Linked DNA regions of Mus musculus: all the other regions are linked to region 1. Evidence: chromatin contacts called from public HiCAR-type, HiChIP or PLAC-seq and promoter capture Hi-C data. All regions are on one chromosome and are shown on one strand. The core of a region is the stretch at or near the end of the contact, and the rest is flanking DNA. Distances in the headings are between cores, read along the strand shown. Region 1 holds the start of Mtg1 (mitochondrial ribosome-associated GTPase 1). Region 2 holds the start of Ptdss2 (phosphatidylserine synthase 2). Region 3 holds the start of Sigirr (single immunoglobulin and toll-interleukin 1 receptor (TIR) domain). Region 4 holds the start of B4galnt4 (beta-1,4-N-acetyl-galactosaminyl transferase 4). Region 5 has its middle 21 kb from the start of Ifitm6. Region 6 holds the start of Ifitm3 (interferon induced transmembrane protein 3). Region 7 holds the start of Ifitm1 (interferon induced transmembrane protein 1).

Region 1 (3,735 bases), core at 660-3,159:
TAAATAATCAAATATTGGGAGGAATGGTGGACACAACTTTACTCCTTGCACACAGATCTATGTGAGTTCCAGGTCATCCTGGTCTACATAGTGAGCTTCAGGCCAGTCAAGACTACAGTGTTAGACCCTATGTCAATAGTGGTGGTTGGCGGTGGTGGTGGTGGTGGTGGTGGTCACATCTGGCAGCAGGTGATATTAGATGAGTAGACATGTATAGCCTAAAACAAATACACCAGATGTATTATTGCTAAAGTTCCTGAAGTTCTCTGAAGGCTGAAATAGTTCCTATTCTCCATGACTATTTCCAGAGACTACCACCAGTGGCAGCAGGTCCCCACGCCCACCACCAGCTGCTGTTCCAGGGGCCTGGTGGTCTGGCATCCCCACGCTCTTCTAAGGCTAAGTAAGCAGGATGAAAAACTCACATGCCAACAGAAACCAAACACAGCTTAAATGCAACAAACAGTCTGAGAAGCACCTGCCAGTAGACATGATTGTAACTTGCCAATTCTTCAATTAAGGACAAGAGGAAAGGACAGGTTAGTAGGATCATTTCATCTCCGGTTTCATAATTTACCCCTAAAAATATCAAAGTAAACAAGAGGCTGAGACAAATAAGATATCAGATGGGCCGGGCGTAGTGGCACACGCCTTTAATCCCAGCACTTGGGAGGCAGAGGCAGGCGGATTTCTGAGTTCAAGGTCAGCCTGGTCTACAGAGTGAGTTCCAGGACAGCCAGGGCTATAAAGAGAAACCCTGTCTGGGGGGGGGGGGGGGGGAGAGATATCAGATGGGAGCCTAAAAATAAAAACACCAGCCTAGACCCCACGAGGGAGATTCTGATCTAAAAGGGCCCTAGCTATTGATGTAAAAGCCTCCCGGGAACTCTAATGTGTAATGAGAATTGGAAAACACTGCTTTATGTCCCAGTAATTACAAAAGAAGCTGTCGCAGCTGTAGACATAATGATGGACCAGAGGCAGAGCAGACTAAACTGTCTGAAGGAGATGGAGAGGAACCAGGAAAGCATCCTGCTGCTGCCTTTACAGTCGAGCAGAGGTGCTCCCCTCTACAGCGTAAAAGGATATCCTGGCGTCATGAACCTCGATAACACAATCCACCGACTTCAGACTGCTCTGCATCTTCTTTAGTCCTAGAAAATAGAGGGGCACTAAGGAAACAGCCAAAGGGGGCAAGTTTAAGTTCTCCTAGGGGAATACATCTGAGAACCATCAGTGCACACAGGGTTAAAGGAGGCAGCATTCTGAGCCACGTTCCACGGTGCCCCGATGGTTCTGGAAGGTACATTTCACACAAGATGGTCTTAATCAGGAAGTTCCTGATACTGTGCGGACTTAATACCCTCACTGCACAGAAACACTGAGGCTCCGCACCGCAACTGCCACCTGTCCACTCACACTCCCGGCGCCTTTTCTGCCACACACTATAATCTCGCATGGCTGCGGCAGCCAAGACCACAGCAAACAGCAGCCTAGGACCGCACTACGTCTACAGCTGCCTGGGGCCAAGTTGTGACCTATAAACTCAGACATCAGCTTGCATGTGACTTAAAGGGACCACTCAGTGCGTCTCAAAAGTATCAAGCACAAAACAGCTCTCCAACCCGATGCCAGGAAGGCGAACCAAGGAACCGCCAGGACCGGCGCCCGTGCCGCCTGCAGCCCATGCTGGCCTCACCCTTGGCCATGTGGCCGGGGAACCAGCGTGCTACATCGTGACCTTGCAGAGGGAAGCACTCGCGCCAAGCGCCCCGGACGGCACCCCATGCCTGCGGCCACAGCCTCATGTCACTGGTGTCGGAAGAGTTCGCAGTCGGACCGCCTCCGCCAGGGCCTGGATCTGCTCACAGGGTTCCGGCGCGCCTGGGTTCCGTGCGCGACTGCGCATGCGCCTGACTCGAGCACTCTGGGATAAGCAGGGGCACGGGGTTGGCCCGGTAGTGCTCCATTCTCAGGATTCCTGAGCTTATGTGAGGTTCTTTTCAGGGATTTGAAGATAGTCTCCTTTTTTTTCTTTTGGAAAGACGATATATATATATAAAATATTATATTTGCTCTTATGTTGTGGTTGCGCACACTTTTTATCCCCAGCACCAGAGGCAGAGGCCAGTAAGTGGCTCTCAGTGTGCTTGAGACCAGCCTGGTGGATTCCAGAGCCAGTGCTACATGGTAAGACAGAGAAAAACAACAACAAAAAGACTCAATTTCATTTATTTATATTTTTTCTCATTTTTAATAGGTATTTTCCTCATTTACATTTCCAATGCTATCCCAAAAGTTCCCCATACCCACCTTCCCACTCCCCTTTTTTTGCCCTGGCGTTCCCCTGTACTGGGGCATATAAAGTTTGCAAGTCTAATGGGCCTCTCTTTCCAGTGATGGCCTACTGGGCCATCTTTTGATACATATGCAGCTAGAGACAAGAGCTCCGGGGTACTAGTTAGTTCATATTGTTGTTCCACCTATAGGGTTGCAGTTCCCTTTAGTTCCTTGGGTGCTTTCTCTAGCTCCTCCATTGGGGGCCCTTTATATTTTTATTTGAAGTGTCTGTGTATGCCATGTGTTAGCGGATACGCCCAGAAGCCAGTGGATCCTCTGGACCTGGAATTACAGGGGCTTTTGAGTTGTTTGACTGGGTGCTGAGAATTGAACTTCAGTCCTGTGCAATAGCAGCAATCATTCTTAACCTCCAAGCCATCTCTCCAGTCCCAATCTGGAGATTTTTCACTATATTCCAAATCTTTCAGGTTTGAGGATATATAGCATGGAGGATAACAAGCTGGCCTGGCCTAGCATGCCCAAGATTCTAGGGTTTCATAGGGAAGCCAGAAGAAATTGGGCTGCTGGCAATGAAGATGTGGCTTCTCCATGGTGGGAAATTGGCCTAGAAATTTAAACTTAAAATCTAGGCACATTTTTCTTCCTTTTGAGACAATATCTCACTTTGTAGCCTACGCTACCAAAACTCAGGCAGGTGTGACAGCACACACCAGTAATCCTAGCATATGAGAGATTTGAGGCAAGAGGGTCAGGAACTCAGGGTCAGCCTGAGCTTCATGAGGCAGTCTAAAAAAAGTCGTCTTTCTCCCTCGTATACTCATATAAATCAATGTAAGGAAATTGAGTTGTCCCCTATCAGTTCCCGGGCCTGCCTTAGAACTTTCAAGTGTTACACACACACACACACACACACACACACACACACACCTGTAATGCCTCCATTTTCAAGTGTGACATTTTAATGTAACTGTTATAAATACCGACTACATTCCCATTAATACAATGAGAGTGAAGTGGGCTTCATAGTTGTAAGACTAAATGCAAATCCAGCTGCTCCTGGTAGAACAGGCCTGTGATACCAGCTAAGGATGATAGAGGCCAGGGGAAGCCAGGCATTAGAAACTACCCTAAGAGAGACACTATCTCAAATAAAAGGGGTTGACATGTAACTCAATGTTATAATGGTTGCCTTGAATGCAGGAAGCCTTGGGTTTGATACCCAGTACTACTATCACCCCCAGGCCTCCAGACAGGCACATACTATAAGCCCAGCCCTTGTGAGACTGAGGCAGAATAGAAATTTCAAAGCCAGCCTGGGTCAGAGTGAGATGTTGTCTCAAAAGGAAAATGGGGGAGTCCAGTGAGGGGATGTGCCCAGATTGTAAGTTTAAAGTCCTAGGTCTGTCAAGGCAGTCTCCATCATGGAAGAGCCCC
Region 2 (3,735 bases), core at 363-2,862, 990 kb before region 1:
GTTAGAGGCCATTATGTCCAGTCAAGAAGAATGGGGTATGGGATCAGTCTTCAGATTAGTTTATGGGGTTGCAACAGCCCGACTTATAGGCCATTTTAATGTCCAAAGGACCTCAAAGGTCAAAGAAGGCCATCGGCACTAGCTCTGGCACCATACCCACAACTTCAACTGCCCCATGCTCGCTTCCAAGCGCGCTCTCTCTCTCTCTCCCTCTCTCGCTCCCTCCAGGGTCTGGCTGTACTGGAAACTCACTATGTAAACCAGGCTCGCTTCAAACTCACAGAGACCCACCTGCCTCTGCCTTCCAAGTGCTGGGATTGCTTCTTTTCCCTCTAATGTTTTCACAGTCATTAGACGGAATCATATTGAAAAGCAGCTCTGGTTGGCTCTCACTGCAGAAGCTGTCCATAACCCAGGGAAGGTGCTAATAGTATAAGGTCCAGATGCAAAGCTATCTCCCACACCCAACCCACTTTCCTGCTATTTCAACTGTATCTCACCAGTGCCTCAGTTACCACTCCCACTTGCAAGCCAGAGATACAAGCTGACATACACAAGAGTCCCTTGGAGGACCCTATCTGTGTGATGGCACCTTCTCCTGAATTATCTTAACACTTCCAGACCAGGATTCTCTCTGATCAAATGTGTTCTGGACACTGCCACAGCTCTGTTCTCTCAGAGCAACTTCCACTTAACATCCCCTCCAGTGGGAACACATTTGTTTCTGTGCACTTGGGTGTCACTTGCCTGTAGGGCCCACCCTGGGACTCCAGTGTCGCATAGGTGGGTAGAAACTTGGCTGCCTGAAATAAAAGCAAAGCCATTCCTCTCATGAAGCGTGCTCCTTCTCACAAACAAGGAAAGGTGAAGGGTTAGCCCAAGGTCATGGGATTACACCTGGTCAGCCAGGGCGGTGGCATGGTCCTTCAAAGAAGCAAAACACCTGCAATTCCTACGCACTCAACTCCACGAAAGGCAGACGGGGCAACCTGACCCCAAAACTTGTCAGAGGTTGAGTTGTGCAAGCAAGGGTCACTGAAAAGGGTAGCTGTGAGGAAAATCTACCATACAGATATGCCATGCCCACCAGGCCAGTTCAGGGCAACGTTACGGGTGAAGAGCAGGGGAACAACAGCTATCCCCCAGAAAGGGAAACCTGAAAAGTCACTAATATGTAGTGGCCAGGCCTTCCAGAGCTCATCCCGGGGCTCCTCCGATCCGAAAAAACACTCGACATCTCATACGGAGACGACCACGGGGGGTTCCACGAGGGCCGGAGGGAGTGAGGCGCTCCCCTGGCTGATCCAGGCCCTGACGGTTCCCGATTCCAATCTAAACTGTCTGTCCCAAACTCCTGCCCCGACGCGGGGAGACCCTCACCAAAAGAAGGTGTTAGTGCCATCGTCGTAGACTTCAGACTCGGTGCTGCGGCGGCCCTTGAGCAGCGGAGACTCAGATCCCGAGCCTCCGGCGACTCTGCGCTCGCCCCTCCGCATGGCGCCCGGCCTGCGCAGCCCAGTAGGCTGCAGGCGGTGGGCTGGGGTCGCAGTGCTGCCCGGCGGGGTCTCCGCGGGAGTGGGGCGGGGCCGTGAGGCATTGTGGGACGCGTAGTGCGCGCCGGGCCGCAGGGCATGCTGGGCGCTGGAAAGCCCTAAACTGCCCGGTGGGAGGGACGCGGTCCGGTTGCTAGGAGACCGGCCGCGTGCTCCGCCTGACAGAGACTGTACAAGCCGGCTGGCACTGGCTGGTGTTGATAAAGTTCCGAAGACATATAATCTCTGGGGATAGGGACGCAAAAGAGACTCAACCTAAACTGTTGTGGTAGACAGCCCTGCCAAGCAAACTAAACTCCGGAAGCTGAGGCAGGAGGATTGAACGAATCCAAGGACAGCCTGAGTTATTCAAACCTTGAATTAAAAAAAAAAGGAGGCGCCGGGCACTGGTGGCCCATGCCTTTAATCCCAGCACTTGGGAGGCAGAGGCAGGCGGGTCTCTGAGTTCAAGGCCAGCCTGGTCTACAGAGTGAGTTCAAGGACAGCCAGAACTACACAGCGAAACCGTCTCGAAAATGAATGAATGAATGAATAAATAAATAAGATGAAATAGTGATAGAGAAATGGCTTAGCAGTTAAGATCACTGCCTGACCTTCTAGAGGATGGAGTTCAGTTTCCACTCTCACATAGCAGCAGTGGCTCCAATGCCCTCTTCTAGTATCTAGGGCACTGTATACAGTTGGTGTATAGATGCATACACTCAACCAAAACACTTATACACTAATAAATAGATGTAGATAGATAGATAAATTAGATAAATTATTGCCAGACATGATGGCATAGTCCTTTAATCCTAGCACTCAGGTATCAGAGGCAGGAAGATCTATATGTGTTTGAAGCCATCCAAGTCTACACACTGTGAGCTCTAGATCAGCCAAGGCTAGACTCTGTCTCAAACTTTAACGTAAATAAAAATTAATGACTAAATTAGCAGGACCAGTCAAGTTGGATAGTTGAAACTGGTATGGTTAGTTGCTGAGAGTACTTACATTTTGCCAGAGGTAGGGAATGGGCTTCTTGTCTGAGAGTGTGGGTCCTTCTTCAGTTTTCTCAGATGTGTTGGCTTGTGGTGCCACCAGCCTGCAATCCCAGCACTTTGAGGTGGAGGTATATATATCAGGGAGTCTGTGGTTATCCTTCACGTGAGATTAGGAGTTAGATAGATTCCCTGATAGGCAGACAGAGAAGAGAGAGCCTATTGGATATTGAAGATGACAAAATTCAGCCGGGTAGCGGTGGCCCACACCTTTAATCCCAGTACTCAGGAGGCAGAGGCAGGAAGATCTTTGTGAGTTTGGGGCAGCCTGGTCTACATAATGAGATCCTAGAAAACAAAGGCTACAAAGAAAAACTCTATCTTGAAACAAACAAACAAATAAACAATAAGATGGCAGACTCTTGGTTTCTTCTTCACCCTCCTTACCTGAAATAAAAGTCTAGCAGCTTAAAAGAAAGGCCTTGGTGAACCTTTTCTCCACCAGGAGGGTCACCAGTCCAGACAAGCTCAAGGCCAGATCAGGACATGTTTGCCCAAAAGTCGTGGGTTTGTCAGCCTCCCTGTCATTGTTCAAACTGACAAACCATAAATTAGAGGAGTAAGACCCCCCATCCCCCCAGAGATCCTTGGAGCTCTCAGCCTGTGTTGCTGGGTATGGATGGCACCAGTAGTCCAGACCTTTCATTCCAGGTCCCAGGGGCAGGCAGATCTCAGTGAGTTTGGAAGGTTAGTTTAATCTACATAGCAAGTTCAAGTCAGCCTGGGATATATAGTGAGATCCTGTCTCAAACAAACAACCACCCAGCCTTCAAAGGGACTTCAAAAAAGGGCTTCAGAGGGGCTCCTGAAGGCCCCCTTAGATCTGCAGAGGGTCTTTCTAGGTGACCTGTGCAGGGTTTTAGACCCAGGGACAAGGGCTGAAGTGCATATTTTACATACTAAAGCACATCTAGCTTCCAGGTTCTCCCAGCATCCCTCAGTCCCTACCTGGCATACCACGTTGCTACTCTGAACTTTCCAGTTCAGGGGCTGGGCTGCCCTTTAGCCAGATATTTTGGTCTCTCCTCCCCACCCCCCCCCTCCTCCTCCTTCTCCTTTTCCTCTTCTTTTTCTTCCTTCTTCCTCCTCCTTCTCTTCTCCCTCTTATCTCTCTACCCTCCCTCTCTCTGCATGCACTCTTCTCT
Region 3 (3,735 bases), core at 896-3,395, 960 kb before region 1:
TCACTCTCCCAGGGGTAGCCTTGTGCTTAGATAGTGGGACTTTTCTGATGAAGGAGAATGGAGGAGGCCTTCCATGGTGGCTTGCCCCCAAAGACCCTCTAGGTGCAGAAGACTTCTCAGTAAGGGCCTCAGGCCAAGCAAACACCACACTTTTCTTTCTTTAGCTGCCTCACGAACTATGTCAACCATAGCTTGTCTGTCTTCTACACCAAACACTTCAATGACCACAGCAGGATGGAAGGCCAAGAAAACGTGACCGTGTGCAGGTTTGGAACCTTTCATCCCCCATAAACGGCCTCTAAACTCCTGATTCCTGACCTGGGTATTTCCCTACTCCAGGTACCGGGACTACCGAAATGAGCATGACTACAACTTGTCTGAGCAGTTCTGGTTCATTTTGGCCATCCGACTGACCTTTGTTATCCTCTTTGAGGTGGGTAAATTGTGAGTGAGCCTGAGGAGAGGGCTTATTCCTCTTATTCCTCTTTCCTAGCCCCCAAATCCTAAAGATTCTTCCTAGCCACTGACCTTGCTGGGCCACGCTCCCTATTGCCTGCAGCATTTTGCCCTGTGCATCAAACTCATTGCTGCGTGGTTTGTGCCTGATGTGCCCCAGAAAGTGAAGAATGAGGTTCTGCAGGAGAAGTATGACAGAATTCGCCATAGAATGCGGTAGGGATGTAGAGGCTCACCTGGCTGGAGCAGGTCTCTGCCTGGGGACAGGCCTGGCCTCCGACCCATACCAACCCTATCCTTCCTGCAGCTTCAGTTCCAGGAGCACGGATGTATAGACGACCTGGGGCAGGTGGAGAAATGCCACTTTCCAGGAGCCTGGACTAGGAATAAGTCCCCACCTCTACAGCTTGCCCCTATCCATAACAATGTGTATGTATGTGTTGAGGGAGGCTGTAAAATGGCCCATGTATATGTAGGATCCTGGATGGTCTACATATATGTTAATACATGAAGATCAAAGGAGGGCCTAGACTATATGTAGGTGTATATGGGCATCCTACGAAGCCCATGTGTATATGTTAACCACGGGAGACTTGTATATGTAGGGATCATTGAAATCCATGTATATTTAGGGTATTTATGAACGGCACAGATGTGCCTGTGGGGTTTGCTTCAACTTTCCTACGGTTCAGATTGGTACAGACCTGACTTGAGACTCTTGAATGACCCTAGTACCTATAGAACTGCAGGTTGCTCATAAAACCCCCATGCAGTAAAATTAGCCTAAATGCCATGGACCTCCTGGCTTCTGGGCCTCAGATCCTGCTCTGTGGCCTCCTGCTTTGTGGGAAGCCATGGACCTCCTGGCTTCTGGGCCTCAGATCCTGCTCTGTGGCCTCCTGCTTTGTGGGAAGCCTAGAGAGTAACTTCTGGATCCCCTCCCTCCCAGTTAACCTGGATCCGTACAGCGGCAAAACTTTTTACAAGCAAAATAAACCTGTGTGTATTGATTTCTGAGCCTCATGATGTAGATCCAGTTTCTAGAGATTATTTCTTCCCTGGGCTAGATTGAGATGGGATGAATTATGGCAGCCTGGGGCCACCTGGCTCTTCTTTGGTTTGCCTCATTGTCTTTGGTTTTTGTTTGGTTGGTTGGTTGGTTTTTCAAGACAGGGTTTCTCTCTATAGCCCTGGCTGTCCTGGAATTCACTTTGTAGACCAGGCTGGCCTCGAACTCAGAAATCCGCCTGCCTCTGCCTCCCGAGTGCTGGGATTAAAGGCATGCGTCACCACCGCCCGGCTTTGCCTCTTTGTCTAAGCGCGGGGCACCTTATGGAAGAAGGTTCTTCCAAATATCTGGGGTTTTGAGTGGCAAGAGAAGACACGGGGTCAGTTATGAGTGGGATGTGAATCAAGAAAGACTTTCTGGAGGAAAAGGAAGAGTTTGGGCTGGAGAGGCAAAACACCATGACAGTCAGCAGGGTGGCCCTTTGCGGGTTGCGCTGGTTGGGCTCCTTTGGTCAAACCAAACCCTGCCCCTAAGCCGGGAAGTTTGAAGATCCCGGGACGGAACTTCCTACACTCACCAGCACTAGCCTCAGGCTTAAAGCGGGACACTAGGTCCGCCCTAGCCCTGCCTGCGGGGCGGGGCTGCACCTGCCGCTGGGTCTGTCGCCGCTGCGCACCTCGGACAGGTAAACTGTCAGCTTCCGCGCGAGTCTCAGGTGGGTGGCAGTCGTGACTCAGACACGCGGAGGTGAGTAGAGGTCCTGGTTCCTGGAGCCGCTCCAGTTTTAGGGTTGAGGACCTGGGAGCACTTTGCTCCGAGGAGCCTTGGGGCCATGGTCCCGCAGGAAGTAGCTCTGAACCAGACGGGTTTCCCGCTCAGCCCGGAAGCTCGAGAGCACTGCGTCCAGTCCCCTTCTCTGGCCTTGCTCTTTTCATTCTGCCCAACATGGTCAATAGCTTCCTCTTGATTTAAGTGCAAGCCTGTAGAGGCGGGCGAGGGGTCGTAATACCTCGCCTTCGCTCCCAACAAACGTATCTCAAACCTAAGCAAGTCTAGGACACCTGAGCAGAGTGAGAGGCTGGCAGGGACCCGGGCTCGCGGGGACCCTAGCAGAGCCTTCGCCTCCTGTGAGCGCCAGCGTTCGGTGCGCGCCCAGACTAGCTGTCGGCGCGCTTCCGCTCTCCGTGCGCGTCCCCATCTTCTGCACGCGTGCCTGATAGGTCGGCTTGCCTCACCTGTTGAGTTCCGGGAAACAGGTCGTGCGCCACCCGCAGAAGACCAAGGGCAAGAAGTAGGAGCTGGATGAACTCGGGGAATTGGTCTCCTCGAGGCCTTTTATGCACACTCCTTTCTTTAAAGAAAGATATGTGGGGATCCAACACACACCAGAAACAGGGGCGGCGCAAGAGTAGCGCTGAGCAGCACCCAGGTGTCGAGATGCTGAGCAGCAAAAAACCGGATCCACAAGTGGGGAGCGGGCCTGGGGCTTCGAGCTCCGAAGCTCCAGAACACTCACTCATCTGATAGCACAGGATGCCCCTATAGCTCAAGGACTGTGCCTCCAGGACCTGGGCCTTCCAGGAACCTCAAAATACGGAGGCAATGCTGAGTGATCCGAGGGTCTAGGCTGGGATTTAAATTCTGAGGCCCTGGAGTGCCTTCAAAAGACTGCAGAGGCAAATATCTGAGGCCATCTGAGTTTTTATGCAAGAGTGGCCTGAGGCTGGGGTATGGGATAGAACAGTGGTTCTCAACCTTCCTTTAATACAGTTCTTGTTGTGGTGACTCCCAACCATAAAGTTATTTTTGTTGCTACTTCATAACTAATTTTGCTACTGTTATGAAGCTGCAACTCTTTAATCTTTAATACAATTCCCCATGTTGTGGTGACCCCCAACCATAAGGTTATTTTTTTTTCTTTTTTTTGGGGGGGGGGTTCGAGACAGGATTTCTCTGTGTATCCCTGGCTGTCCTGGAACTCACTTTGTAGACCAGGCTGGCCTTGAACTCAGAAATCCGCCTGCCTCTGCCTCCCAAGTGCTGGGATTAAAGGCTTGGGCCACCACAGCCAGGCTTCATAAGATTATTTTCATTGCTGCTTCATAACTGCAATTTTGCTACAAAATTTGATTTTGATACAAATTCATTGTTATGAATTTACAATTCATAACAGTAGTAAAGTTACAATACTGGGCTGGTGGGATGGCTCAGCAGGTTGCTCTTCTGAAGGTCCTGAGTTCAAATCCCAGCAGCCAAATGGTGGCTCACAA
Region 4 (3,735 bases), core at 769-3,268, 920 kb before region 1:
AGCTAAGTCCAGGCATTTTGAGTATACTGGGAACTTTCTGTAGTGGGCTCTCAGCTCAGGCTAAGCCTCAGCACAAAGGGACAGTTATCTGCCCCACCCTCACTTGGAGGTATCTATACGCACAGGCTGCTGGACACCCGCTGAACGTTGCCAGCTCTGAAGACTGACGACACTGTCAGGAAAGTCTCAGGCGCTTGCAGCTACCCAATTTCTCACATGCCTTGTGGTGCCTGGTGGGTCCCAGGTGGCCAGACAGGAGATGGCCTTCAGCCCAGAGAAGAGAGTGTGTGGCTGGGGCCCCATCTGTGCCGCCCAGGCTGCTTCTAGCAGTGCCATTGGGCAGGACTGATCTTCCAGGATCCAGAATAGATCCTACCCACCTAGGAGGAGTCAGAGCCAGCTGCCCTCGTGATCAATCTTCAACAGTGGGGTTCCCTGTCTTCATTCCTTCCTGGTTGGTCTCAGACAGAAACAAATTGCTCAGGAAGTCAGCTGAACCCACAAGGGCAGCTGGTGGGAGCTGGCTTTATTGGGTACTGGGTCAGCTCTGAGTCCAGACTTATCTCTTCGGGATAGAGCTGTGGCAGGATATCTTGAAGACGTCACAGCTAATAAGGTACATGGTTTGGGATGACCCATAGACTTTCTTGAGGGCTGGGATCTGTCTCAGATCCTTGGCCCAGGATCTGCTGGAAGATGTCTGGAAACAGTTGTCCAGGCATAAGAAGAGGCAGAGGGCCTCTGCAGGCAGGAGACAGGTGCAGGGCTGAAAAGGGAGTTCTGGATCCATCAGGTGGACTGGACCAGAACATAGTGAGCCAGTGTCACTGCTCTGAGACTTTGAGAGGAGAGATACTTGCTCCCCTCCTCAGCTCACCAGCTTCCCTCACAAAGATGGGGCTGAGCTCTACGTGGCTTGGTTAGGCTTCTCCAGGCTCATTCCCTGGTCTTTCTCTACCTAGCTGTCATTGATGTTCACCCTGCTCTGGAGAGTTTTCCCCCAAGGTGTGGGTCCAATGGCCACCAACTCCAGAGGTTCTCCCCGGATTCTTACCCACAGGCCTAAGTTGCTTTGTACATCCTCTGACCACTCTTAAACGTGCAAACTACAGCAAGCATTTACTCAAGTTAGCATTGGTCCCTAGCACACAGACATCTCAGTTCACTCACAGGTGTACCCAGGGTTTCCAGCTGCTCTGGCCACTCTAGGCAGCTGGATCCCTCAACACCACCCTTACCTCCCCACCTTCCAGAAGATGAGGAAACCGAGGCCCTGCTAAGTAGGCAATGGCCTGACAAGCCTCTTAGCTGAGGGCACCGGTTCCCCCAAGGGCCCACCGTTAACTCCATCACCACCGGATCTAAGCCAGATTCCAGGGTCGGAAAAGGTAGGGATGAGCCCCGAGGGTCCCTGGCGTTACTGCTGACGTCACTGGGCGTCCCGCCGAACAGAACCGCGACCCCTCCCCCAATATAGCTGAGCTGGGAGGAGCAGGACAGCAGGGGCTCTGGGCAGTCAGACCCCCAGGCCTTGGGAGGTCCGGGCCCTCTCGCTACGCGCCATCGCGTACCTCGCCCGTAGCCCAGCCGCTGGCGTAGCGCGCGGCCCGGGCGCACCAGGCTCCGGTGCACATACGTGAGCCACGCGGCGCAGGTGAGCAGCAGCAACAGCAGCAGCAGCTTCATCTGCTTGCGGACCTTCTTCACCGGGAACCACGGCATCGCGGCGCCACAATCAGGGGCGTCGCTGCGGCCCCCCGGCCCCGCCTGCCCCGCCCCACATCCCCCGGCCCACCCTGCTGCGCTTAGCGCCTGCAGCACCGCATGGTCCTTTGTCCGCTGCGGGGACTACGGGATTCGGCCACTACTCCCGGGCTGCTCAGGCCGCGGTCGGGGTGGGCGGCGGGAGCGGCTCCTTGAGGCGCTCCCCCGCCCGCCCCTCCCGGCTGCTCACGCTCCTCTGGACGCCGCGGGACCGAGCAGCATCCACGCTGCGGTGCTACCCAGCGTGAAACGGGACCGATGGTCGCGGTGCCCGAGCCAATCGGCCGCGGCCAGCCCGCGTACAACCAATCCGTGATGCTCGGAGGCGGGGTGGCGCGTTAGGGTGTGCCAATGATCCACACGACGCGCGCATTCACCTGGTGTTCGCCGGCCGCGCGCCCGGGGATGCGGGGGTTGTGGGGACCGAATCTGCGGTGAGGGACACCAGGGACGTCGGGGAGAGGGATGTAAGAGGTCGTTGTTACTGTGGAGGCCATGGCAGGGACGAGGGGTGCTGCGGGAATCCGGCTGCGTGTCTGGGAAAACGCTGGGAATAATGAGCACGCAGAGAAGGAGCTCAGCCTTCCTCTCAGTCGGACTAAAACGAGGCTGGGATGTTCTCGGCTAGCTGTAAGGAAGGACAGGTGGGTGGAGGGTGGTTCTATCCAGATAGCTTCAGTTGTGCACTCCATTCGCTTTCTAGCTGGTGCATCCCAGCCCTCCTGACTACCACCTCTCTCCCACCTTACCACCAGCCGCTTCTCTTTGAGGTTCCAGCCTAATGACCAGGGTACTTCAGTTGGTGTAGCAGAAGCTGCTGTGAGCCTGCAGAGCTCGTGGGTTAGGAATGGGGACTGGACATTTAAATAGTCTCCCTTCCTCCGTGATGCCATGGCCTTAAGTAGAAAGAAGCCATTGGAAGGAGATGGAATCTCTTAGAGACCTTCGCACCCTGGGTGGGTGTGCCCCAGTGGAGATGACTGGGCAACTTCCAGTGTCTGTTCTAAGGGGTGGCCTCCAGCTCAGTAGGCAAGGGAGCCTTCCCATACCACATGCACCACTGTGCTGTTTGCAAGGTGGCTTTGCTGGTTTTGTTTAGTTTGTGTTGTTTTGAGACAGTGTCTCACTGTGTAGCCTTAGTTGGCCTGGAGCTCTTAGACCGCTGCTTGCCTCTGCCTCCTGAGTGCTGGGATTCAAGGCATGTGTCACCACACCTGGCTTGCCTTTGTTTTTAACATTACCCCACCATCACTATGTATCCTTGGGACATAAAATCAAATTGGCCACATTTCTTTCTTTAAAAAAAAAACTTTTTAATTGTTTCTGTCGGGTTTTTTTGTTTTGTTTTGTTTTGTTTTAACTTTCTTCCAGGCATCAGCTGCTGTTCTCATCAGCTGGTTTCCTGTCCTGACTTTGTTTCTGATGCCTGCACTTGTTTATATCCTGAACATTGTCTCAGCACACACCAGCTTGTTGTAGCTACTTTTTCATCTTCCTAGTCATCCAGCTAAAAGACATCTTTACAACAGGAAGACTTGAGGGAGCAATAGAGAAGAACAAGAAGAAGAAAAGAGAGGGTCTCTGCTGTCTTATGTTTACTGGACAGAGGCAGAAAACAAATAATGTTTGTTGTTGTTCTGATTTGTTTTTGTTTTGTTTTGTTTTGGTTTGGTTTTGGTTTTTGAGGCAGGGTTTCTCTGTGTAGCCCTGGCGGTCCTGGAACTCACTCTGTAGACCAGGCTGGCCTTGAACTCAGAAATCCACCTGCCTCTGCCTCCCAAGTGCTGGGATTAAAGGCATGAGCCACCACTGCCCGACAAATAGCATTTTTTGTTTTGTTTTGTTTTGTTTTGTTTTGTTTTGTTTTGTTTAAGAAAGCAAATGTTGGGAAGCAAGCAAAGCGTTTGGGCAGAGAAGTGCACTAGCAGGGAAGAGTTCAGGGCCCTGTAGGCGACCCAAGCCCAAGACTCT
Region 5 (3,735 bases), core at 567-3,066, 900 kb before region 1:
AGCCGGGGCTATAGTTCAGTCTGATCATCTTAGCAGTTGGGAGGTTGAGCAAGGATAATAGCGAGTCAGAGGCTAGCTTGGGCTGCAAAATGAGACCCTGTTTAAAGTAAAGAGAAGAAAGACCCCAAATCAAGGGCCAAAGAGATGGCTCAGTGGTTAAGAGCACTTGCTGCTCTTGCAGAGGACCCAGAATCCATATGAAGGCTCACAACTGTCTGTAACTCTAGTTTCAGGGGATCTGATGTCCACTTCTGGGCAGCAGGCACACTCAAGGTACACAGACATATAGACAATCAATATAGTCCTACACATAAAAATAATCTTTAAAAAATCCCAAATTCTACCTTGTGGTGGTTTCAAAGAAAATGGCTTCCATAGGCTCATAGGCAGTGGCTCTATACAAAGGTGTGGCCTTGTTGGAGGAAGTTGTGTCACTAGAGGGTGGGCTTTGAGGGCTCAGAAGCTCAAGCCAGACCTAGTGACACAGTCTTTTCCTGCTGGCCAAAGATCAAGATTTAGCACTCTCAGCTACCTCTCTAGCACCATGTCTGCCTGCAAGCCACCATGCTTCCTGCCAAGGTGATAATGGACCAAACCCCTGAGCTGTGAACCAGCCACAGTTAAATGTCTTTGTTTATAAGAATTGCTGTGGTCATGGTGTTTCTTCGTTGTAGTAGTACCCTAAGTAAGACATATGGCGAAGAAAAAGTTACTACCCAGCGCTAAATTTTGTCTGTGATAAAATATCCCGACAGAAACAACTCAAGGACAAAAGGGTTCATCTTGGTTCACAGTCCCAGGCTACAGTCCTTCACAATGGGGAAGTCAAGGCACCCAGAGCTTGAAACAATCTGGTCACATTATGTCCACAGTCAGTAGAAGAGAATAACAAATGTAAGCAAGCCAGTGCCCAGCTCACATTCTTGGTTCTAGACAGTCCAGAATCTCTAGCTCAGGGAAGAGTACTGCTGACAGTGGGTCGTTCCAACATCAACCAGTTTAGCTAACCCCTTCATTGACTTTCACAGAACCTGAACAGCCTTGTGCTCAGAGTCTTGTTTCTCAGGAGATTCTCGGTTGTGGTAAGTTCCCTTCCTGGTTAGGAAACTCCTTTCTTTCAAGATTAAGATATTGGAGAGAATGTATTATATATTATAGATATATTGGGAGTCAGTGTATATGTTGGCTGTAAGGTTGGAAACAAGTGTGCTTTCAAGAACCCACGTAAGAACAATTCGTTCTGCTATTGGGAAGTTGTGTGGGTATGAGGATGTGGCTTCTGGTCTGTAGGCTTGCGGGTGGGGGGGGGAGGGGGGGAGGGGGGGAGGGGGGAGGGTGGGTCCCTTTGAAGTACAGCATATCATACTCTGTAAGGAGCTTGTTCTAGGGAGTTACCAGTCTGGGGCCTTTTGCAGGGGATAATCTAAGATATGAGCAATGTTGAAGGAGATTTGAGGATGTAGAGTTCGTAGGGAGGAGTGTTGTGGGGATGAGGGATGATGCACTGTTCATGTACTGTTGCGGCCGGCCAGCGGCCCACGTGTCTGGGTTCTAGTCTGGAAGGCATCTTGGAATCTGGAAGAGAAGAGGGGGCTAGGCGGCGCGAGATAGATGGAACCAAGACAACCGTCTGATCAAGGTTCGATTTTACTATTCCAGACACTGGGTTATGAAGAAGGGGAAGGGGCCCATTCCTGCCAAATCATCCTACGAGTCCAGTTGCAGGTGACCACGTGTTTGGCTCCGGAACAGCTAGGCAGCAGGCAGCAGCAGTGGGAGTGGCAGAATGATAGGGCGGCAGGCTCCACCACATGCTCTCTTCCCGATAACAGTGAAACCTGAGCAGCCAGGTTTCAGGCTGAGGCGGGGAGGTTACAATGCACAAGGTTGGGATTTAATAAGTAAGCATGGAGAAGTCGTACCCTAGATAGGGATGCCTTAGAAAGCATGGTGACTGATGAGAGCTTTGAGTAAGTCTGTACTGAGAACGAGGACGGGGCCGTGAAGCCAGATTTTCTTTGTCTCAGTGGTAAGTGGTACAGTTGCAGTCAAAGTTCCAGAGGCAAGGTGGCCAGCCTTCGGTCACCATGTGTAGAAGTTTGGCTGCTACATATAGGCTGTAGAGCAATTTGTGTGTCGTCGTCCCCCGCCCCGCCCCCTGCCATTGGCAGAGTATAGTAAAGGTTTGTCCTTGGTTAGTATGTAAAGACAGAAGGGCTTGTGTAGATATGGAAGAGGCAGGTGAAAAACCGGACTTAAGTAGGTTTATGGAACAAAGAAGGGTTTGGGAGACAAGAGTGGCTCTTCCAGGGCTCCCTTAGTGGCTTCGTAAAGAGGCTGTGCAGTGAGGGAGAAGTTGGGGATCCATATATGGAAGAAGTTAAAGAGATCTCCTAATGCAAGAAATTCACACTTGGTTTGTGAGGTAGGTGGCATGGGTCTCACAGAGGCCACTGCTACTTGACAAAGGTCCAGCACATGGACATCACAGACCACAGTTCTCCACCATCCTCGACTTTCATCTTTGACGATTCTCACTATGCATTATGGGAGTTTCCTTGCGCTTTTCTCCTTTGGGGTATTTTGTGTGAGCTGTGGTAGAAAATGTAAGTGTGTACAACGGCAGTCTCTCTAAACCAAATCATTGTTGGGAAGAAGTCTCCGCCACAGTGGAGCCACACAGAGTGATGACTCGGAACCCCTATTGTGCCCCTCTGTTTGCACCCAGAAGAGAGAAGTTAAAGATTGACTAACTGAAAGATGGTGCCAGAAACTCCTGGATACACCTGGTCCCAAGGATGAAAGCACACAATGGGAGAGGAAAACAATGGGCCCAGACCCAGAGCCCGAGGCCTTGGCAGCTGAGGGCAGGAGTACAGTTAGTAAGTATAGGGCAGTGCCCATGATTGATTCCCTGGGCACATGACTTACAGCATGAATGGCGAGGTCTGGTCTGCCCCATGAGAAGCAGATCCTGAGAAGTTAGACTGGCTTGATCCCCTCTGCCATATGCAGGAGCAGGCACTGAAGGAGTCAGGATGGTGTGGCACAATGGAAAAAGAGTAAGAGATCAGGACCTTCCCTTTGCAGAGCTCAGGAGGAGAGCATGCCCATATTGTAAGACTGAGGCACAAAGGAACACAACTAGGAAACAGCTCGATGCTTATCATGCTACCTGGTGCAAAGGCTGCCTCAGGCCCCCTGAGGACTGAAAATTGCTCTTATGGGTTTATTTCTCAAGACTCCATGCCTGGCACCTCCTGACCACATAGGCTGACCGCAAAGACTGAGAGTGTGCAAGAGGAAATGTCAAAGGGGCACCTGGTGGAGTTGCTGGACCTTAGAGAACAATAGGGGCTTAGGTGCTTGCTGGACTTACTGCTTTTGTGTCTAAGAAAAATACTGTAATAAAGTTGATGAACTCTTTCATTATGGATGTTGAAAATTAGCACTAAAATGGGTTAAAAACAGTTTGTGGAAAGATCATATATTTCTTGGAATTATTAAGTTTACTTTCAACATTACCTGTGATTAAGCTACTATGTAAATAGATAGTTTAAAATGTGTGTTTTTTTTTTTCTAAATAAACACATAAGCTATCCTGATTTACTCTCAGATCATGTCAGTCTCCCTCCTTGCTGACTCTATACCTCCTCTTTGAGACATGAACCCCATTGGAGTGGGGAAGGTGAGGAGTTCCTCTAACCCTGGGGAACAGTTCTCCCCTCTTGCGAG
Region 6 (3,735 bases), core at 881-3,380, 870 kb before region 1:
CTGGGGATTGAGTGCATGTGAAGGCCTTGATATGCAAAGCCCTCAGGCTCATCAAGGCCACCAGGGAAATAGGATCCCTGTGACTGAGAAAGGCAGAGAAGTGGCCATAAAGTTTGAGGTGACCACTAACTTTCAGGATGGTCTGAGAACATCCAGGAGCAAATGTGTTGGCCTTCAGGAACGTTGGGAGACCATAGTAAACAGAGCTATGACTGAAGTTAAATATTGTTCACTATTTAAAAAGTTATATACCAAGCCGAGCGTGGTGGCGCATGCCTTTAATCCCAGCACTTGGGAGGCAGAGGCAGGCAGATTTCTGAGTTCGAGGCCAGCCTGGTCAACAGAGTGAGTTCCAGGGCAGCCAGGAATACACAGAGAAACCCTGTCTCGAAAAATCAAAAACAACAACAACAACAACAAAAAAGTTATACCAAGATCCATCATTCCTGAAACCAGAGTGTGTTGTGACCACAGGATAACGCTTGCTATCACTTAAGGGCTGGGTGTGTGTGTGTGTGTGTGTGTGTCATTCATATTATTTTATCTCCCACTCCGCTGAGAGGCAACAGAAGGATGTGTGAAGAGCAGTGTGAAGTAGGCCTTGGAGAGGTATCCGCAGAACAGAAAGAAATAACACCAGAAACCAACAGAAACCACCACTTTCAGGCTCCAATCAGAGTCCCTGTGGCCAGTCCAAAGCCCTACCCCTGAGGCCTGAGGCCTGACTGAGGCCTGGAAGGAGGCCTCTGTGAGGTAGGTACGCCCATGGAAACCACTCTACCTAGCTTCCCAGAGGCAGACTTTTTCAGAGATGTTGACTAAACCAGCACCAGCTAATAGGACTGCAAAGAAGGGAGTCTGTAGGAGGTGCTGATGTCTCTGTGAAGAACTCAAGAAAGATAATGAAATGAGTGGAACCTAGAAACTAGAGCAGCCCCAGCTCCCAAGACTCAGGGCACTAGGAAGGGTGGGTGCTGCAGGGCACCTTGAAGGAGATCTCTGTAGTAGCCTGGTCCTTCCAGTGCCACCAAGATAGAAAGTGGATGCAAGTCCTAACAAGAGAAGCCAGGCCAGATGTCCCTGTTATCACTGAGTCCTTCAGTATGATCAGGAGTAGCTTTCCTGGTCACAGCCCTCACCCCACCAAGCGTTTGAGAAAGCGTCTCTGGTAGGACGAAGGTCCTCTCGGTGACCATGCCACTAGCACTAATAAATTTTGTTAGGGCAGGAGGGAAAAAGAGTGGCTGTAGCACCAACAGGCCAGCCCAGGACCATGAGGTCAGAGCCAAGTGACCGAAGATCATTTAGTTCTAATACCAAAGTCCAGTGGTTGATCACACTTAGGGCACTAGGGCTCTGCAAGGAGAGAGACACAGAGGCGTGTTAGCATTTTGTCTAGGCTCTGCCCCACAGTTATCTGGCAACAGCTGGGTGTGCCTGACTCACACTAAAAGGGGCTGCTCCCCCCCTTACTCTCTAACCTTCCTGCACCTGCTTCCCCCTCCTCATTCCCCACTCCCTCCGAGTGCTCATGGCCAGCCTCTACTTCTCTGTTCTCTCTCTCTCTCTCTGCCTTTCTCTGTCTCTACTACCCTCTCAACCCCCTCCCCATGAATAGAGAATAAACTCTGTTCTATGCGATACCACCGTGTGGCTGGTCCCTCAAAGGGAAGGGACGCTTCAGCGTGGGCCTGCAGAGGCCCCCCCTCCCCCAACATATGACTGCATAGCCACCGAAGATATTCCTTCTCTCTCCTCTTTAAAACACAAGAAGTACCGTTCATCCCACCTGTCTATGAAGCCAGGAGAACTGGCGTTCATAGTGAGAGGCTCTCTGGGCACTCTTTATTGCTGAATAAAGAATAGAGGGTTCTTTGGGGCCTGGCTGGGACCTTGATAAGGAACAGTGAGGTTCTGCAGCTGTGAGCGTGAGCTTGGTTGACTCCAGGACCCCTCACTCTTAAACACTGAGGTTTGGGCCTTGGGACAAGTCCTGACTTGGGCTCCTGGCCTGGAAGTTCCCCTGATTCACAATCCTTCCTGACATCCTGCCCTGGAGTAATTTGATCCGCAGGCTTTTTAGATCCCCGCCCCTCTGAACCCAGAGCAGTTTCATCAAGCCAAAATTCAGGAAAAGGAAACTTCTGAGAAACCGAAACTGCCGCAGAAAGGGCAGACCCGCAGCGCGCTCCATCCTTTGCCCTTCAGTGCTGCCTTTGCTCCGCACCATGAACCACACTTCTCAAGCCTTCATCACCGCTGCCAGTGGAGGACAGCCCCCAAACTACGAAAGAATCAAGGAAGAATATGAGGTGGCTGAGATGGGGGCACCGCACGGATCGGCTTCTGTCAGAACTACTGTGATCAACATGCCCAGAGAGGTGTCGGTGCCTGACCATGTGGTCTGGTCCCTGTTCAATACACTCTTCATGAACTTCTGCTGCCTGGGCTTCATAGCCTATGCCTACTCCGTGAAGGTGAGTGTGCTAGAATGGGGGGAGTGATGGTGTAAAAAGGTGTGTGTGAACCTGAAGCTCCATCTACCCAGATGGCACCGAGGTATGAGTGTGGGGTCCTTTGTTTAAAATAAGTTTGTGTTCATTCTTCTGTGGTGTGTGTGTGTGTGTGTGTGTGTGTGTGTGTGTACACGTGTAGGCTTAAAGGCTCTCTGGGGGCAGACACAGGGTGAGGCTGCCTGGGGATTCTGGAGTCAGACTCTTCCAATGCAGAGATGCCTATAGCACCTTCACTCAACAGACTGGGATTCTAGCCTGTGTGGAAAATGTTCAGGAGATTCATGGGGAACAATAGCCTACAGTGGGGTGAACAACAAGTGCTAGGGCCTCCTGGATGATCAGAGGATGTAAAATGTTCCTGACCTAAGATGGGGAGATGCAGTCCACAGGGAGTACGTCAGGAAAACTGTCAGAGCATCTGCCTATCAGCTCCAGGGCCACTGACCGTGTCTATCTGTTCTGCTCCAGTCTAGGGATCGGAAGATGGTGGGTGATGTGACTGGAGCCCAGGCCTACGCCTCCACTGCTAAGTGCCTGAACATCAGCACCTTGGTCCTCAGCATCCTGATGGTTGTTATCACCATTGTTAGTGTCATCATCATTGTTCTTAACGCTCAAAACCTTCACACTTAATAGAGGATTCCGACTTCCGGTCCTGAAGTGCTTCACCCTCCGCAGCTGCGTCCCTCCTTGCCCCTCCCTACACGCAGGTGTAACACTCATTTATCTATCCACAGTGGATTCAATAAAGTGCACTTGATAACCACCATCCTATGACTGCTTTTATTCCTCCCACCCCTCTATCTTCCTTGCTCTGAGGTGGACATGTAGGTTATCCTCAATTTGGCAGTAGTCTCTGGCCTGCTGTTGTGGACATTTGCTGGCCAAAGTCCTGGATGGTATTTGGCTGCTTCAGGCAGGGAGAACTCAAGCTTCAACTGGCCCTGGCCCCACATTTCCAGGGCACCCAGTCCAGTTCAGAAGTGGAGGACCAGGTCTGGGTCCGTATTCTTCTGGACGAATACTCTGAACCAGACAAGATGGTGTCAAAAGTTCCATGCCTGCTTCCCGGGGGAACCCTGGGCTGATCCTGTCCAGGATTTGCTGGGTGCTGTGGTGGGGGCCTGGTGTCCCCTACTGGTCCCACAGCAGCGATGCAGTTCATTCCTTGTCGCCCTGGAGCCTAGAATGACCTTTTAAGGCTCAAAGTCGCTGCCCT
Region 7 (3,735 bases), core at 413-2,912, 830 kb before region 1:
GGTCAGGACTAAGTCTAGGGTTTGGGGCAGCGATAGACAAGGAAACACATAGCAAGCCTGGGAGGCCCCAGAATCTGTTATCTACTGTGAGATGTTGCAAGACATCTCACATCATCTAATGGCACAGACAACGATGACGACGATGGCCGTGAGGATGGTGAAGAACAGGGAGCTGATGTTCAGGCACTTGGCGGTGGAGGCGAAGGCCTGGGCCCCAGTCGTATCACCCACCATCTTCCTGTCCCTAGACTGGAAGAGACCAGATGGTCAGTGGCACTGGAGCTGGCCAATGGAAAGACAAGTACTGACTCAGCTCCCCATCACCTTCCTAGCCCACTGTGCTCCTCTTAATCTTTAGGCCAGGGACCTTCTTCCACTTTACCACACTCACGACTACCCAGAAACACCCAGCACTAGCCTCTTACTCTACTGTTTCCTGTTAGTTCCTAGTGAACTTTCCATCCAGCCAGGAGTGTTAATCTTCAGGGTTAAGGAACCTTCCAGGGGGCTGGAGAGAGGGTTCAGCGGTTAAGAGCACTGACTGCTCTTCCAAGAGGTCCTCTCACACAGGAGATAAGGGATGTCGGTCTCGAGGCTCTAAAGTTAGGGGTTTATATAGGAAAGGAGTGGGGGTAGGGGGAGGATTGGCACAGTTACACACAAATGGGCAATTTAAACATCAGAGAGCTGTATGTGATAGTAACTCTAAAGGGAGGGTGTTTATCTTGGTCGGCAGGACATCTGGCTAAGCCCAAACCATATCAGCAGGTGGCCCATTACTCATCAGAGCTTGTCCTGGAGATTGTCCTTGCGTGCCTTTCTTGTCTCAATGGCTAGTTGGTACCTAGGATGACTTTACAGCCTTTGTTCTTTGCTCTAAGCCCAAAAAGCCCTCCTAACTAGCAAGCCGCAAGAGTCAAGGACCTTGAATAAACTTTCTGGCTAGGGCTTTGAAGTCTTGAATTTAGCTTTCTTTCTTTCAAGTTCAAATCTCAGCAACCACATGGTGGCTCACAACTATCTATGAGATCTGATGCCTTCTTCTGGTGTGTCTGAAGACAGTTACAGTGTACTTATAATAAATAAATAAATCTTTTTTAAAAGGGGGGGGCATTCCAAGAATCAGGAAGTAAGGAGACTTCCTTCAAACTTTAGGCTATGATGGAGATACCTTGACCCACGGATCCCCAGGCACCTCCTGGGATTCCCTCCACACATACACACAAACATACACATACACACACACACACACAACCCAGGTACCACCTGGGTAAGTCAAGGTTGAGGCCCATACAATACCTTCACGGAGTAGGCATAGGCTACGAAGCCCAGGCAGCAGAAGTTCATGAAGAGTGTATTGAACAGGGACCAGACCACATGGTCAGGCGTGGAGATCTCAGGCATGTTGATTGTGGTGGCTGTCGCAGAAGTTGAGATGTGGGGTGACCCCAGTACAACCACCTCTTGCTGCTCCTTAGGCATCTCTCGGCTTTTGAAGCTGCAGAGTGAGAATAAGGAAGGAATGAGAAGGCTTTTCAAACTGGGCAGTCCGGAGCCTGCTGCGCAGTGGGCCGGCCTTTTTCCTCCAGTGGGGTCTGTTTCTCAGAAACCTACTTCCTTATGTTTACAATTTGGTGTGCTTTTTAGGGGCTGCGGAGTTAAGGGCAAATAGTGGTTTCAAGTTACCATTAGGGTGTGGGCAGGGAGAGCCACTCCCACCCCTTTTCAAGCTGTCCTAATCCCCAGAGGCTGGGGTTTGAAGCTGTGAGGCAGCTCACCCCCTCCACTGGGAAGGAGAGGTGACTGCAGTGTTCCCCAGTGCATAGGTTACAGTAAGCAGAAGGGAACAACGCGGTCGCTCCGAGTTTGCTTTGAGGAGGGATGATGTTTTGCACATTCTTTAGCTCCCTTTGTTGTGACTGAGAACAGGAGCACACAACTTGTCATAGACTCTAACATCCACCCTCTGTACAGACAGGGCCGAGAGCTCAGGATTCTACATTTTTAGTTTATTTGCTTTTGCCTTAGTAAGAGACTCATTCTAGAAGCTGAAGCTGAGAGAAAAACAAAGGTCTATAAAACAGAAATTCCCCAGAGATAACTCTACCCCAAATCCTGACCCCCCCGAACTGCTGTGTGTCCTAAGAAGGGGATTTATTAGAATAACTTACAGGTGTGGTCGAGGAGCCCTAAAATGACTGTCTCCTGATGGAAAGGCCTAGGATCCAGGCGTTGTCCACAAGACTAAAGTCAGCTGTGTCAATGTGGTGCTAGAGTCCCAGGGAGATTCTACAGAGGTCCGTTGGGACCCTGAGGAAGTAGGTTCTAATATCTCTGGAACAGGAGAGAGAAACTGAGCAGCAAGAGGGTAAGCAGGCAAAACCATCCTTCTTCCATGACCTTTTATGTGGGGTGCCACCAGAAGGTGTGGCCCACATTTAGGGTGGCTTTTCTGACCTCAAATAATCCAACCAGGAAAAACAAAAAAGCAAAGCAAAGCAAAAACAAAAAAGCGCCCTACTCTCTCAGGTGTGCCCAGGTGTGCCCAGATGCTTGTGTTACAGTTGATTTTAGATGAAGTCAAGTTGCTAAGCAACATTAGCCATCACAGCATATGAATATACTGGCATTATCAAGACTGACCCATGGTCTGAAGTCCTCACTGTGTGCTCCATGCCATCCCTTTGCCCCCTTAACGTACTTAAAAACCAGGAAGCCTCAGAGCTGTGCCTCTCCTTCATCCTCCCAAAACTCCCCGCCTCTTCCCTTTTTCTTCTGTAGAAAAAGCCCCTAATAAAAACCTCGCCTGGGGGGCTGGCGAGATGGCTCAGAGGGTAAGAGCACTGACTGCTCTTCCGAAGGCCCTGAGTTCAAATCCCAGCAACCACATGGTGGCTTACAAACATCTGTAATGAGATCTGATGCCCTCTTCTGGTGTGTCTGAAGACAGCTACAGTGTACTTACATATAATAAGTAAATCTTTAAAACAACAAAACAACAACAAACCCAAAACCTTGTCAGGGAATTTGCTTTGTCTACTTCTAGATCTGAAGCTCCTGGGGTTTGCAGCCATCTGGCTTAAACTTTTCCAAGCCATTAGCGCTTAATTTCACTCACAGTTGGCATTTCAGAGGACAGAGATGACCAGAGTAAAATTTAATATCACCTTCTGGGAAGTCATACCTACATAAAAGCTGCAAAGGAGAACAGCAGATGTCTAGAAGAAGCCACTGAAAGCCTTTGGGTAACGAATCGTGCTATGGAGGACAGCAGAGTGGCCAGGCCAGGCCAGAGAAGGGAGAGGCAGCAGGAGGCAAAGCAGCTGGCAGAACTCTCCAGGAGTTGTCTTGACTGATTGACACCCCTCCAGTCCCACCCCCCCAGGCAATGCCATCATCACCTTTGTTTGGGTTTGATTGTGTATCAAGAATGAGGAGCCAAAGGCACAGGGATAAAGGTATTTACCAGATTAGAATCTAGATAAAAAAGTTTATTTATTTATTTATTTATTTATTTAGGTTTTTAGAGACAGGGTTTCTCTGTGTAGCCCTGGCTGTCCTGGAACTCACTTTGTAGACCAGGCTGGCCTCGAAATCAGAAATCTGCCTGCCTCTGCCTCCCGAGTGCTGGGATTAAAGGCGTGCGCCACCACCGCCCGGCTTAGATAAAAAGATTTAATAGAGAAAAGGTGCTTGCTGGGGCTGGAGAGACAGCAGTGAAGATCCCTTACAGTT

The links. Promoter capture Hi-C pulls out the DNA fragments that hold promoters and counts their contacts. HiCAR-type assays count read pairs that join an accessible place to other places. HiChIP or PLAC-seq counts read pairs in DNA pulled down with a chosen protein or histone mark.
Region 2: a contact with region 1 is called in a HiCAR-type map of astrocytes, with 5 times the contacts expected there. The contact joins the promoter of Ptdss2 here to the promoter of Mtg1 in region 1. A contact is called at or near these places in 4 of 39 promoter capture datasets (the HPC-7 cell line, cranial neural crest, embryonic stem cells and 1 more), 2 of 484 Hi-C or Micro-C datasets (B cells and embryonic stem cells) and 6 of 115 datasets of contacts at active chromatin or transcription factors (the SCID.adh cell line, astrocytes, embryonic stem cells and 2 more).
Region 3: a contact with region 1 is called in an H3K27ac HiChIP or PLAC-seq map of embryonic stem cells, with 6 times the contacts expected there. The contact joins the promoter of Sigirr here to the promoter of Mtg1 in region 1. A contact is called at or near these places in 1 of 39 promoter capture datasets (cranial neural crest), 2 of 484 Hi-C or Micro-C datasets (B cells and muscle stem cells), 4 of 115 datasets of contacts at active chromatin or transcription factors (embryonic stem cells, memory CD8 T cells and pancreatic cancer cells) and 2 of 9 other capture datasets (liver and pancreatic islet).
Region 4: a contact with region 1 is called in an H3K4me3 HiChIP or PLAC-seq map of forebrain, with 6 times the contacts expected there. The contact joins the promoter of B4galnt4 here to the promoter of Mtg1 in region 1. A contact is called at or near these places in 2 of 39 promoter capture datasets (hippocampal neurons and second pharyngeal arch cranial neural crest), 3 of 484 Hi-C or Micro-C datasets (LSK cells, cerebellum and embryonic stem cells), 9 of 115 datasets of contacts at active chromatin or transcription factors (SST interneurons, embryonic forebrain, embryonic hindbrain and 6 more) and 2 of 9 other capture datasets (liver and pancreatic islet).
Region 5: an RNA polymerase II HiChIP or PLAC-seq map of embryonic stem cells shows a contact between it and region 1, with 8 read pairs. The contact joins the enhancer-like site here to the promoter of Mtg1 in region 1. A contact is called at or near these places in 3 of 39 promoter capture datasets (cranial neural crest, embryonic stem cells and frontonasal cranial neural crest), 1 of 15 datasets of contacts at CTCF or cohesin (the NIH/3T3 cell line), 4 of 484 Hi-C or Micro-C datasets (LSK cells, cerebellum, embryonic stem cells and 1 more), 10 of 115 datasets of contacts at active chromatin or transcription factors (T-cell acute lymphoblastic leukemia, acute myeloid leukemia, astrocytes and 7 more) and 1 of 9 other capture datasets (liver).
Region 6: a contact with region 1 is called in an RNA polymerase II HiChIP or PLAC-seq map of embryonic stem cells, with 9 times the contacts expected there. The contact joins the promoter of Ifitm3 here to the promoter of Mtg1 in region 1. A contact is called at or near these places in 8 of 39 promoter capture datasets (cranial neural crest, embryonic stem cells, liver and 3 more) and 5 of 115 datasets of contacts at active chromatin or transcription factors (astrocytes, embryonic stem cells, extraembryonic endoderm stem cells and 1 more).
Region 7: a promoter capture Hi-C map of embryonic stem cells shows a contact between it and region 1, with 3 times the contacts expected there. The contact joins the promoter of Ifitm1 here to the promoter of Mtg1 in region 1. A contact is called at or near these places in 2 of 39 promoter capture datasets (cranial neural crest and embryonic stem cells), 1 of 484 Hi-C or Micro-C datasets (bone marrow-derived macrophages), 3 of 115 datasets of contacts at active chromatin or transcription factors (embryonic stem cells, pancreatic cancer cells and stem cell-derived neural progenitor cells) and 1 of 9 other capture datasets (macrophages).

What each region holds. Positions count from the first base shown.
Region 1 is chr7:140,135,738-140,139,472 of GRCm38.p6, reverse strand. It overlaps Mtg1 (mitochondrial ribosome-associated GTPase 1), which reads right to left and starts at 1,909. Exons shown (of 11, transcript NM_199301.2): 1 at 1,700-1,909; 2 at 1,090-1,154. The coding sequence starts at 1,808.
Region 2 is chr7:141,129,163-141,132,897 of GRCm38.p6, reverse strand. Ptdss2 (phosphatidylserine synthase 2) reads right to left here and starts at 1,612. Exons shown (of 12, transcript NM_013782.4): 1 at 1,381-1,612. The coding sequence starts at 1,496.
Region 3 is chr7:141,098,956-141,102,690 of GRCm38.p6, reverse strand. Sigirr (single immunoglobulin and toll-interleukin 1 receptor (TIR) domain) reads left to right here and starts at 2,145. Exons shown (of 10, transcript NM_001355055.1): 1 at 2,145-2,212. Ano9 (anoctamin 9) reads left to right here. Exons shown (of 24, transcript NM_178381.3): 21 at 165-266; 22 at 340-433; 23 at 560-672; 24 at 764-1,472. The coding sequence ends at 791.
Region 4 is chr7:141,059,261-141,062,995 of GRCm38.p6, reverse strand. B4galnt4 (beta-1,4-N-acetyl-galactosaminyl transferase 4) reads right to left here and starts at 2,018. Exons shown (of 20, transcript NM_177897.4): 1 at 1,572-2,018. The coding sequence starts at 1,722. It overlaps Gm39114 (a long non-coding RNA gene), which reads left to right and starts at 1,957. Exons shown (of 2, transcript XR_881000.2): 1 at 1,957-2,198.
Region 5 is chr7:141,036,337-141,040,071 of GRCm38.p6, reverse strand. No RefSeq gene overlaps it. Among named protein-coding and RNA genes, the nearest start is that of Ifitm6, 21 kb to the right of the region's middle. Within about 2 kb of position 1,816, at least 29 of the 459 cell types and tissues checked have an H3K27ac peak or open chromatin away from gene starts, as enhancers often do. A contact at or near this core is called in embryonic stem cells and extraembryonic endoderm stem cells, where this site is marked.
Region 6 is chr7:141,009,139-141,012,873 of GRCm38.p6, reverse strand. Ifitm3 (interferon induced transmembrane protein 3) reads left to right here and starts at 2,130. Exons shown (of 2, transcript NM_025378.2): 1 at 2,130-2,477; 2 at 2,985-3,284. The coding sequence starts at 2,229. The coding sequence ends at 3,149.
Region 7 is chr7:140,966,003-140,969,737 of GRCm38.p6, reverse strand. It overlaps Ifitm1 (interferon induced transmembrane protein 1), which reads right to left and starts at 1,662. Exons shown (of 2, transcript NM_001112715.1): 1 at 1,300-1,662; 2 at 1-249. The coding sequence starts at 1,482. The coding sequence ends at 112.